Regions from separate parts of the Mus musculus genome. Here region 2 is linked to region 1. The links are chromatin contacts, called in public HiChIP or PLAC-seq maps. All regions are on one chromosome and are shown on one strand. Each heading gives the region's core, a stretch centred on a gene start, on an enhancer-like site or on the middle of the called end of the contact. The rest is flanking DNA. Distances are from core to core; before and after follow the strand shown. Region 1 has its middle 8.1 kb from the start of Gm10612. Region 2 overlaps Acsf3 (acyl-CoA synthetase family member 3).

Evidence for each region. HiChIP or PLAC-seq counts read pairs in DNA pulled down with a chosen protein or histone mark.
Region 2: an H3K27ac HiChIP or PLAC-seq map of bone marrow-derived dendritic cells shows a contact between it and region 1, with 2.9 times the contacts expected there. The contact joins two enhancer-like sites. A contact is called at or near these places in 14 of 39 promoter capture datasets (the 3T3-L1 cell line, 3T3-L1-derived adipocytes, the C10 cell line and 8 more), 3 of 484 Hi-C or Micro-C datasets (bone marrow-derived macrophages, embryonic fibroblasts and spermatogonial stem cells), 9 of 115 datasets of contacts at active chromatin or transcription factors (the HPC-7 cell line, bone marrow-derived dendritic cells, double positive thymocytes and 6 more) and 4 of 9 other capture datasets (adipose tissue, liver, macrophages and 1 more).

Annotation. Positions count from the first base shown.
Region 1 is chr8:122,687,706-122,691,748 of GRCm38.p6, reverse strand. It overlaps a transcript of Cbfa2t3 not described here. Among named protein-coding and RNA genes, the nearest start is that of Gm10612, 8.1 kb to the left of the region's middle. Within about 2 kb of position 2,213, at least 26 of the 459 cell types and tissues checked have an H3K27ac peak or open chromatin away from gene starts, as enhancers often do. A contact at or near this core is called in bone marrow-derived dendritic cells, where this site is marked.
Region 2 is chr8:122,789,786-122,793,828 of GRCm38.p6, reverse strand. Acsf3 (acyl-CoA synthetase family member 3) reads right to left here. Exons shown (of 10, transcript NM_144932.4): 6 at 3,130-3,239. Among named protein-coding and RNA genes, the nearest start is that of Acsf3, 16 kb to the right of the region's middle. Within about 2 kb of position 2,393, at least 9 of the 459 cell types and tissues checked have an H3K27ac peak or open chromatin away from gene starts, as enhancers often do. A contact at or near this core is called in bone marrow-derived dendritic cells, where this site is marked.

The DNA.
Region 1 (4,043 bases), core at 964-3,463:
ACAGGAAGAGCATTATCTCCTTTCTGCTGGTCTGTGCTGGTTCCCATGGAGGCTGCTGGTCCCCGGGGTGGACATGCCACATAAGCCCATGTGTTCTTTCTCTGCTTCCCTGCTGAAAATTGAGCCCCTGACTCTCCCCTATTGCAAAGATGCTCACATAAGGCTGCCCACATCCAAACACGGAGGCCACATCCAGGCCTTTAGCAGAGGCCCAAATCCAAAGTGGCTACCGGTATTGCTCTCAGGGGAAAGAGGCTGGACTCAAAGGGTGGCGATGGGAACAGGAGATATGTCCCTGGTCTTTGTAGCCCTGTAAACCACAGCTCACATTCAGAAGGTATTTATCCAAGCATCCAGTAAAAGTTCTTGGGGATCCTGCAATCCCTGGCCCAGTTCCTCAGACCTGAAGGACTGGGTTCTTGGCATTAAGTGGGCTGCATGCCTCGCGAGGCTGGGCAGGCTGAGCCAAAGTCAGCCTGTCCGGGTGTGGGAGATTCATGGAGGATCCCCAGCTGTGCCAAGCGGGTGGGAGAGGAGCCAAGAGTTCTATGGGCACACAGTCCTATTATCAGGCTCTGCTCACTGGCAGGCTACTCACAGATGTCCTCTGACCCTGCGTGGGGTAACCTACCCTGGTACCCTGCTAGTCAACAGCTCCTGGCTAAGGCACTTCAGGGAGACCCAGCTAGTGGAGGCGAGACTGCAGGCAAGTGCACACTATGCATAGTGGTCTCTGAGAATCATCTCAGCCCTGCCCCTAAGGCAGACGGAAGAGGAAAGGCTGCTCACTCTACTGCGTGGGTGGCCAAGGGGAATTCTGACCTTTCTGTGGATTCCCTGTGCAGGCCCAAGCCCGTATTTAGCACATGGTCAGTTGGGGAGGGGTTGCCCATTCCAGAAGCCAGTGGTTCTGTGGCACTTTTTAACATTGGGCAGGCGTGGCCTCTAGAGATTACTCGTTTGCATGATTACAAAATGGCCTTGCTTAGTTTGGTCACACAAGAACTTCGGCTGTTTCTCTCTGGGTGGACAGCAATGACCCAGGGTATGAAGTTCTCATGGGTGAGTTAGGCTTGTAAATTCACCATTGAGTCATACAGGTCAAGGTCAGAGCCTCTCACTCGACACGCAAAGGCACGCACCGGCAAGTGCCACACACCACATAGGAGATATGGCAAGATCAAAGCAGCAGCACACAGGGACTGATATCCAGGTCAGCATCGTGTGACAAGTACTGTTCTGAACCAGTGGCTGGACAGAGGGCCTTGGTGAGGGTGCTCTGTGAAGAATGGGCAGAAGAGTGGATGTATGTTTGATGTATGTATGATGTGTGTATAAATATGTACAGAGGATGGAGAGACGGATGGTGGACAGATGGTAGAGGATGATGGTGTGGATGGGTAGTTGATAATGATTGTATAGATGAATAGGTAGATGGACAGAGGATGATAGATGAGTGTGTAGATGGATGGTTTGATGATGGATGGGATGGATGGATGATGGATGGATGGATGGATGGATGGATGGATGGATGGGATGGGATGGCTAGATGGATGGATGGATGGATGGATGGATGGATGGATGGATGGATGCAGAGATGGATGGATGGATGCAGAGATGGATGGATAGATGGAGAGATGGATGGATAGATGAATCTTTTATTGTTTTATCTCTTGTTTGGAAACTCTATTCAGCAGTAATTTAGACCCTGGTTTAAGTAGGATGGCTTTGACCTGAAGATAGCAGATAGCCTGGTCCAGGGCTAGACACAGTTTATGTGATGCCCATAGAAAAAGCCCAAAAAACAAAAGGTCCAGTTGGAAGATCAATGATACCATCTGGAACCCATGTCTTCATACTGCCTGCCTTCCTATCCTCTTTCTTGAAGATGCCTAGATATAAGCTAGCTACTTGTAGCCCATTAACGATCCATTCAGCACCTTTGTGAAGCGGTGTGAAGTGGGATGAGCCATGGTCCTATGTGCCGGTGCGAGGCATGAAGACCCCCTTACTCAGTATCCCGTCTGCACTATGGAGCAATGCCTCTCTACCATCAAAACCTACTGCAGAGGCACACAAAAGCCAAAAGGTTCCAGAACCCAAAGGTTTATTTATCCCTCCACCTTGCCTCTGTCCACCCCCACCCCTAGGCTCTACCACAGTCCCTCAGCATACACACACACCCCAAGACAACTTCTCCTTTCCTTCCTGGAACAGTTCTCCGCCCAGCAGCCACACTACCCTCAGCTTCTCCCCAACAGTTTCAGGACCTGCAGTAATTTTAGATCCCAGCCACACCCAGAGCTCCCCCTCAGATAGGTCACCTTGCCTTAAGGAGACTGTACCCCCTGAGCCACCCTTGAGCACACAGAATCAGTGGCTCCAAGGTGCTTCCTGCAGCTCCATTTTGACTAAGGTGGTATCAGCCAGATGTTTCTCACAGTGTGCCTCAGTTGCTGCTCCCAGGCTACAGTCAGTCCAGTCCACACCTCTGTTTTCAGAACATTTGCTGCTTCCTAAAAGAAGCCCTGTCCCCCAAGCTGTCACTCCTTGTCCCCTTCTTCCCTGGCCACCACTAACTAGCTCTCTGTCTCTGTTGGATTTTCCTGGACATCTCTCTTTAAAAAAAAAAAAAAGGTGTGTGTGTGTGTGTGTGTGTGTGTGTGTGTGTGTGTGTGTGTATGTATATGTGTGTGTGTGTATGTATATATATATATAGTCACACCAGAGGGGGCATTGGATCCCTTTACAGATGGTTGTGAGCAACCATGTGGTTGCTGGGAATTGAACTCAGGACTTCTGGAAGAGTAGCCAGTGCTCTTAACCATTGAGCCGTCTCTCCAGCCCCCTCTGGGCATCTCTTATCATGTGTCATCTGGGTGGGGGGCACTTCCCATTTCTTTTACCTTGTGGCTTATTTCCAGGGTCACCAATGTGTGGTGTAACAGTGCTTTGTCCATTTACAGATAACTAGTATCCCATGAGTTGGCTATGCCTCTTTTTCAGTTTATCTGCACTTTACTCTGTCTGAGGAAAAGCCATCCGCACCATCTACAGGATACGTGTCTCCTTCCGTAGGTCTTTATTTACCTGAGGGCACAGTGAGGGCAGTGGTCATGGCAGAGAGTTAGGAGGTAGTGTTGTGATCTGGTTGTCACCTTTACCTAAACTTCCCTGGACATGGAGAGGGACCACTATCCCTATACAAACTCTGACTCTGTTCACACTCTGTGAATTGATTGGTATGAATCTGGGGTAGGAGGGGCAGCCCTGGAAGTCCATAGTGTTACCGGGCAGGCTGTGTGAGAGAGGGAAGGGGTAGAGACATTTCTGGAGTAGTTCTGCCTAGGTTCCTTCTCCAAGGACAATGGCTGGGTCTCCAGGCATGTAGGCAGGTTGAAAGCTCTTCAGGAAAAAGACAAGTACCTACCGAGGCTCCTCAAGTGGTGCTGATGAGCAGCTGGTCTTGGACACCCGCACTGGGGCATCAGAGCCCCAAGAGACCCTTATTCCAGGTTGACTCATCTCTGGGTGCTCCAGGCCTCAGATGTGAGGTACAGTTATGTGCTATGTGTCTAAGGCTAAGGTGAACTTGGACATTAGTAAATGCCTATAGTCCCAGCACTCAGAAGCCAGAGGCGGGATGATGGCTGCAAGTTTCAGGCTAGGGAGGATACATAGTGAGTGCCAGGATTTGTTACCTACTTTCCCAGTTGCTGTAACAAAATACCAGACAAAAGTAACTTAAGGAAGGAAAGGGTTGCTTGGTCTCACAGTGTGAGAGTGCACAGTGCATCACCTGCAGGTAGTCATGGAGATGAGAGAGAGGCAGGCAGCATCTGGTCACATTGTGTCTGCACCCAGGAAACACAGAGAGGACCGCTGGTGTTCCTCTTACATTCTCCTTTCCACTGAGTCTGAGACACCTGCCCATACACCCATTGTGACTGTAGACAGAATGGGGGTCTTTAGAGGAGGGGTATCAGATTCTGAGGCAGAAGCTATCTGTGGGAGACACCTGGAATTGGTCATGACACAGCGAG
Region 2 (4,043 bases), core at 1,144-3,643, 100 kb before region 1:
TTCATATCTTCTACAGCGAGGGGTCAGGCTGGGAGCCTCCACTCTGAGGAGCCTGTGAAGCTAGAGTGACTTCAGAGGGAGCCCTGTCCACAGACAGGAAGGGACCAGCTCAGCTCCTTCAGAGCCTCACTGCCTGCCCGAGCTCCAAGACTCAGGATGCCAGGGAAAGGGAGGCAGCCTGGCTAGTGGGATGCTGGCTGAGATGCGTAGTGCCGGAGGCTCTGGGCTAAGCAGGTGAGGAGAGAAAGAGAGAGGCTCACACACAAGGACCGGGCTTGGCAGCCCCTGCACACAGGGAGTGGTCTTAACCAGCTCACACTGGGTCCTTCTCAAGGGTCCAAGGGACCATTCCTCTCACTGCACATAGCCACTACCTAGAGAAGAAAGTCTCAGCTCACAGCTCTGACTTGCTTTGATGACACAGCCTCGATCCAGGAACACACCCAGTCCCTCCCTCCCTTCCTCCCAGAATCCTCCTGACAGTATAGGTCATCAGTCTGATGGCCAGACAAGCCAGCTGCAGGCTTAGTGGCCCAATCCCCAAGGATCCTTGACTTTACAAAGTCCAGAAAATCTACAGCAAGGAGTTATGGATGGCCATCCTGGGGTTCCTGTCAGTCATGGAGAGGGGAGAACAAGACATAGCTCTCACGGGTTTCAGTAGGCTGACAGGGAGAACCTCTTCAAAGCAGCAACATCGGTGACCACAGAAAACATGTCTGTCCTCCTCAAGAGAGACTAGGACGAGATGAGGGTTCTGTTTTACTACCCTCTCTGTGATCTGATCAGATCATCTTTCCTAGCCAAGGCAGGAGTATGAAGAGAGAGATTTAGGGTGATCACACAGTAAGTTCTAGGTTGTTGCTGTCTGTGTGACTAGCATAGAACTGAGGGTAGGTAAGCACTCTACCACTGAGCTCCCCCAAGCCCAAACCCATAAACGCAGAAGTCAGAGAATCCGACTTTGTCAAATGCCACACCTCGGCACACAGTTGCAGGGACAGCATTCCATCTTGAGACTGTGCTGAGGGTCAGGCACAGACCAGGATGCTCATGAGGGTTTATGCCAACAGGGGCAATGAGAAGGAATGCAGGGTCAGGTTAGACACTATCCAGCCAGAGGGGCACTGGCATTCCATGAAGGTAGCCCCTGGCTGAGACTACACACCCTGGCAGGTGAGCACAGAGGGCCGATGCTTGCTGCAGCAGTGTGCAAAGGCAGAAAGTGCCTTCCAGAAGGCAGTAGGCACGGCCCGCAGGAAGTCCCACTTGTAAAACTGGCATTCTCAGTCTATCGGCAACAGCCCCAGAGGTATGTCCTCCACACCACGCATATGGACAGTGGGCACAGTGGGCACCGCCCATCACTAACCACCAGGGGAGAAACCCCAACATTTAGAGTCATGTTCTGCAAACCTCACAGATAAAGGTCTTAGGATTTATAATTATGAGAAAACCAAGTGTCTATGAACTCAGCTCTAAATGCCGAGTCTGTGTACTGTGCACACACACACACACACACACACACACACACACACACACACACACACGGACAGACAGACAGACAGACAGACAGACAGCGAGACAGACAGACATGCGTGGTGAGCTGCAGCTTGCTGTGCAGGTGCTAATGAGTTTCATCTCAACCTCAGACAGTGGCCTGCCCCACCCACCCTGCCCCAGGCCACAGTTGTGCCGTTTTCCTGAGGTCCAGTACCTAAGACACCTGAATGGGAAAAGCTACCGTGGTGCAGCTTCAGCCCTCCACGACCCTCCCTGAGAGAATCCACCAAGGCACAGAAGCTGGGGACTGGTGAAGCCTTGGGGAGGCACGTGGCCCAAACATGCGCTGTTATCTGAGCTGAGGGTGGGTATGGAGGGCACAGGCCCAAGAGCCAGGAAAAGTTAGGTGATTACAGACACTTCAGTATGAAGGGTGGCAGAGGCAGAGTCAGGGAAGGGGGTCTGGGCCAGCTTGATGGGGCCTGTGGGCAGGGGAGATAAGAGATGTTCAGTCAGGTCAGTGGTCTTCAGAGAAGGCCCCAGAAGGAAGAGTCCAGAGAATAAGAGCTCGCTCAATAAGGGACCAAGGCAGCTCCAGGGCAGGCCAGAGACACCGCCGACCCCACCACAGGGGAAGGGTGGGAAGTGTTCCTGGGACAACAGAACGTTTACTTCATGATGAACCAAGCTCTTCATAGACAAGCTCAGAGCCGACATGTCCCACTTGCTTGCTCTCTGGAGCACCAGCAACCAACTTCCCCTTGGTGGAGGCTAAGGGCAGTAAAGACAGGACTCCAAAGACCTCAACAGCTGCCTCGGTAGGGATGGATCCAGGGAGTGCTGGGAGGCCTGCTGGCATGACATTAACACTGTGGAGAAGACACTGACTCACAAGACTCCTTCCTCGTGGTCACAGCATCAGTGGCACACAACACCCTCTCAGCCTCTGGGGTTATCACTTCCTCTCAGGTCAAAATTCCACTTCCCATGAATCCTAAATCTCTAGGGCTGAGGCTTATGATTAGAAGTTCTTAGCTCCTTTTAAAAAATGACTAATTTGTTTTTATTTTGTGTGCATGAGTGGTTTGCCAGCATGTGTGTGTGTGCCCCTGGAACTGGAGTTGCCATGTAGGTGCTGGGAATCAAACCTGGGTCCTTTGGGGAAGTAGCCAGTGCTCTTACACACTGAGCTGTCCCTCCCACCCTCTAGTTCCTAGCTCTTAAAACCATCAATCGAAGAAGACAACATCCCCCTCCTATCCACACTTGCCAAGTTAAAAGTCACATATGAAGTTGAGACCCACTTTCCTGCAGATGAAGGGGCTCAACACACGGGCTTTCAGATGGCACCGGTACCTGACAGCTCAACGCTCCCACAGGCCTAGTCTGTGAGGATTGCTGCTGTGCTGCCCCATGCTCCTTAGTAAAACCATATGGACCCTCAAAATGTCCTCCAGGGACAGAGCTATGGGGAGGCCTGGGCTGCTCTGGGAAGGAATGGAAGAGCCTCTTGGGCGAGGCTCAGACACACTAGCACACAACCCGTCACATCCCTCAGCATCTCTCCTGTCCATGGCTGCCCCACCCCTGCATGGTGAGGAAGAAACCTTCAAACGATGACCTCACCTTTGTCCCCCTCTCGTTTCCCTCTGCATGGATGATGTAGGGGGAACCCTTCTGCGGGTTTTCTGAGATGATGCGTACTTCCACTCCTGGCAATGGGGTCCCCACAGAACCTGTAGGAAAATGGGGAAAAGGGTAGGAATTAGAGCTGGGTTTGGGCTATGCTTGCTCCTGTATGTGAGACATGGGGTTACTGTGAGATCACTGTGCTCTGTTACAGTGGCAACCTGTGTGTGTGAGCAGCCAGCCCGCAAGCCAAAGCCTCACTGAGGCTATGGTAGCAGCTGCTGGTGCACAGCCAGAGTCACTGCTGACCATGTGGCCTTGCCACGGCCACGTGGATTCTTCACTACTGCTGCCTGGTCAGGGAGAGCTGGCCACCAGCTGGATGACCCAGAGAAGATTTATATGAGGGGACAGATGTGTGCAGGGGCTGACTAAAGCAGACCACGGGTGCATCCCAGAAAGGGCTAATGTGAAAGTGGGAGGGGTTCGTGTTTAGGCACCTATGGTTTACTCTGTACACTGGGCTGCTCCAAACCTCTGGCATTACACTTCCTCCTGCAAAGCTGAGGCAGACCCAGTTGGTGGGCATGTGCCCAGGAAGTCCCTGTGGTTCTGGACAATGCCCTGGGTTGAAGTTTTACTCTGCTGCTGACTTGGGGCCCTGAGTCTTGGTGCCACCAAGCACAGCAGGAACAGGGTACAGGGTGGGGCGTATAAAGGTCAGCACGTCCAGGCATGAGGCCAATGTCCAACACTTCTCTCCTGAGGATTCATTTTGTGTCTTCAGGCCTTATTTTAACACTGGTTAAAAGGAATCTAACAGGACGTGTCCCCCAAACAGCAGCTCAGTGCACTCTGCACATACTCGGTATCTCGGGCTCTAGCTCCTGGTGAGCTCTGCTTGCTCGGTC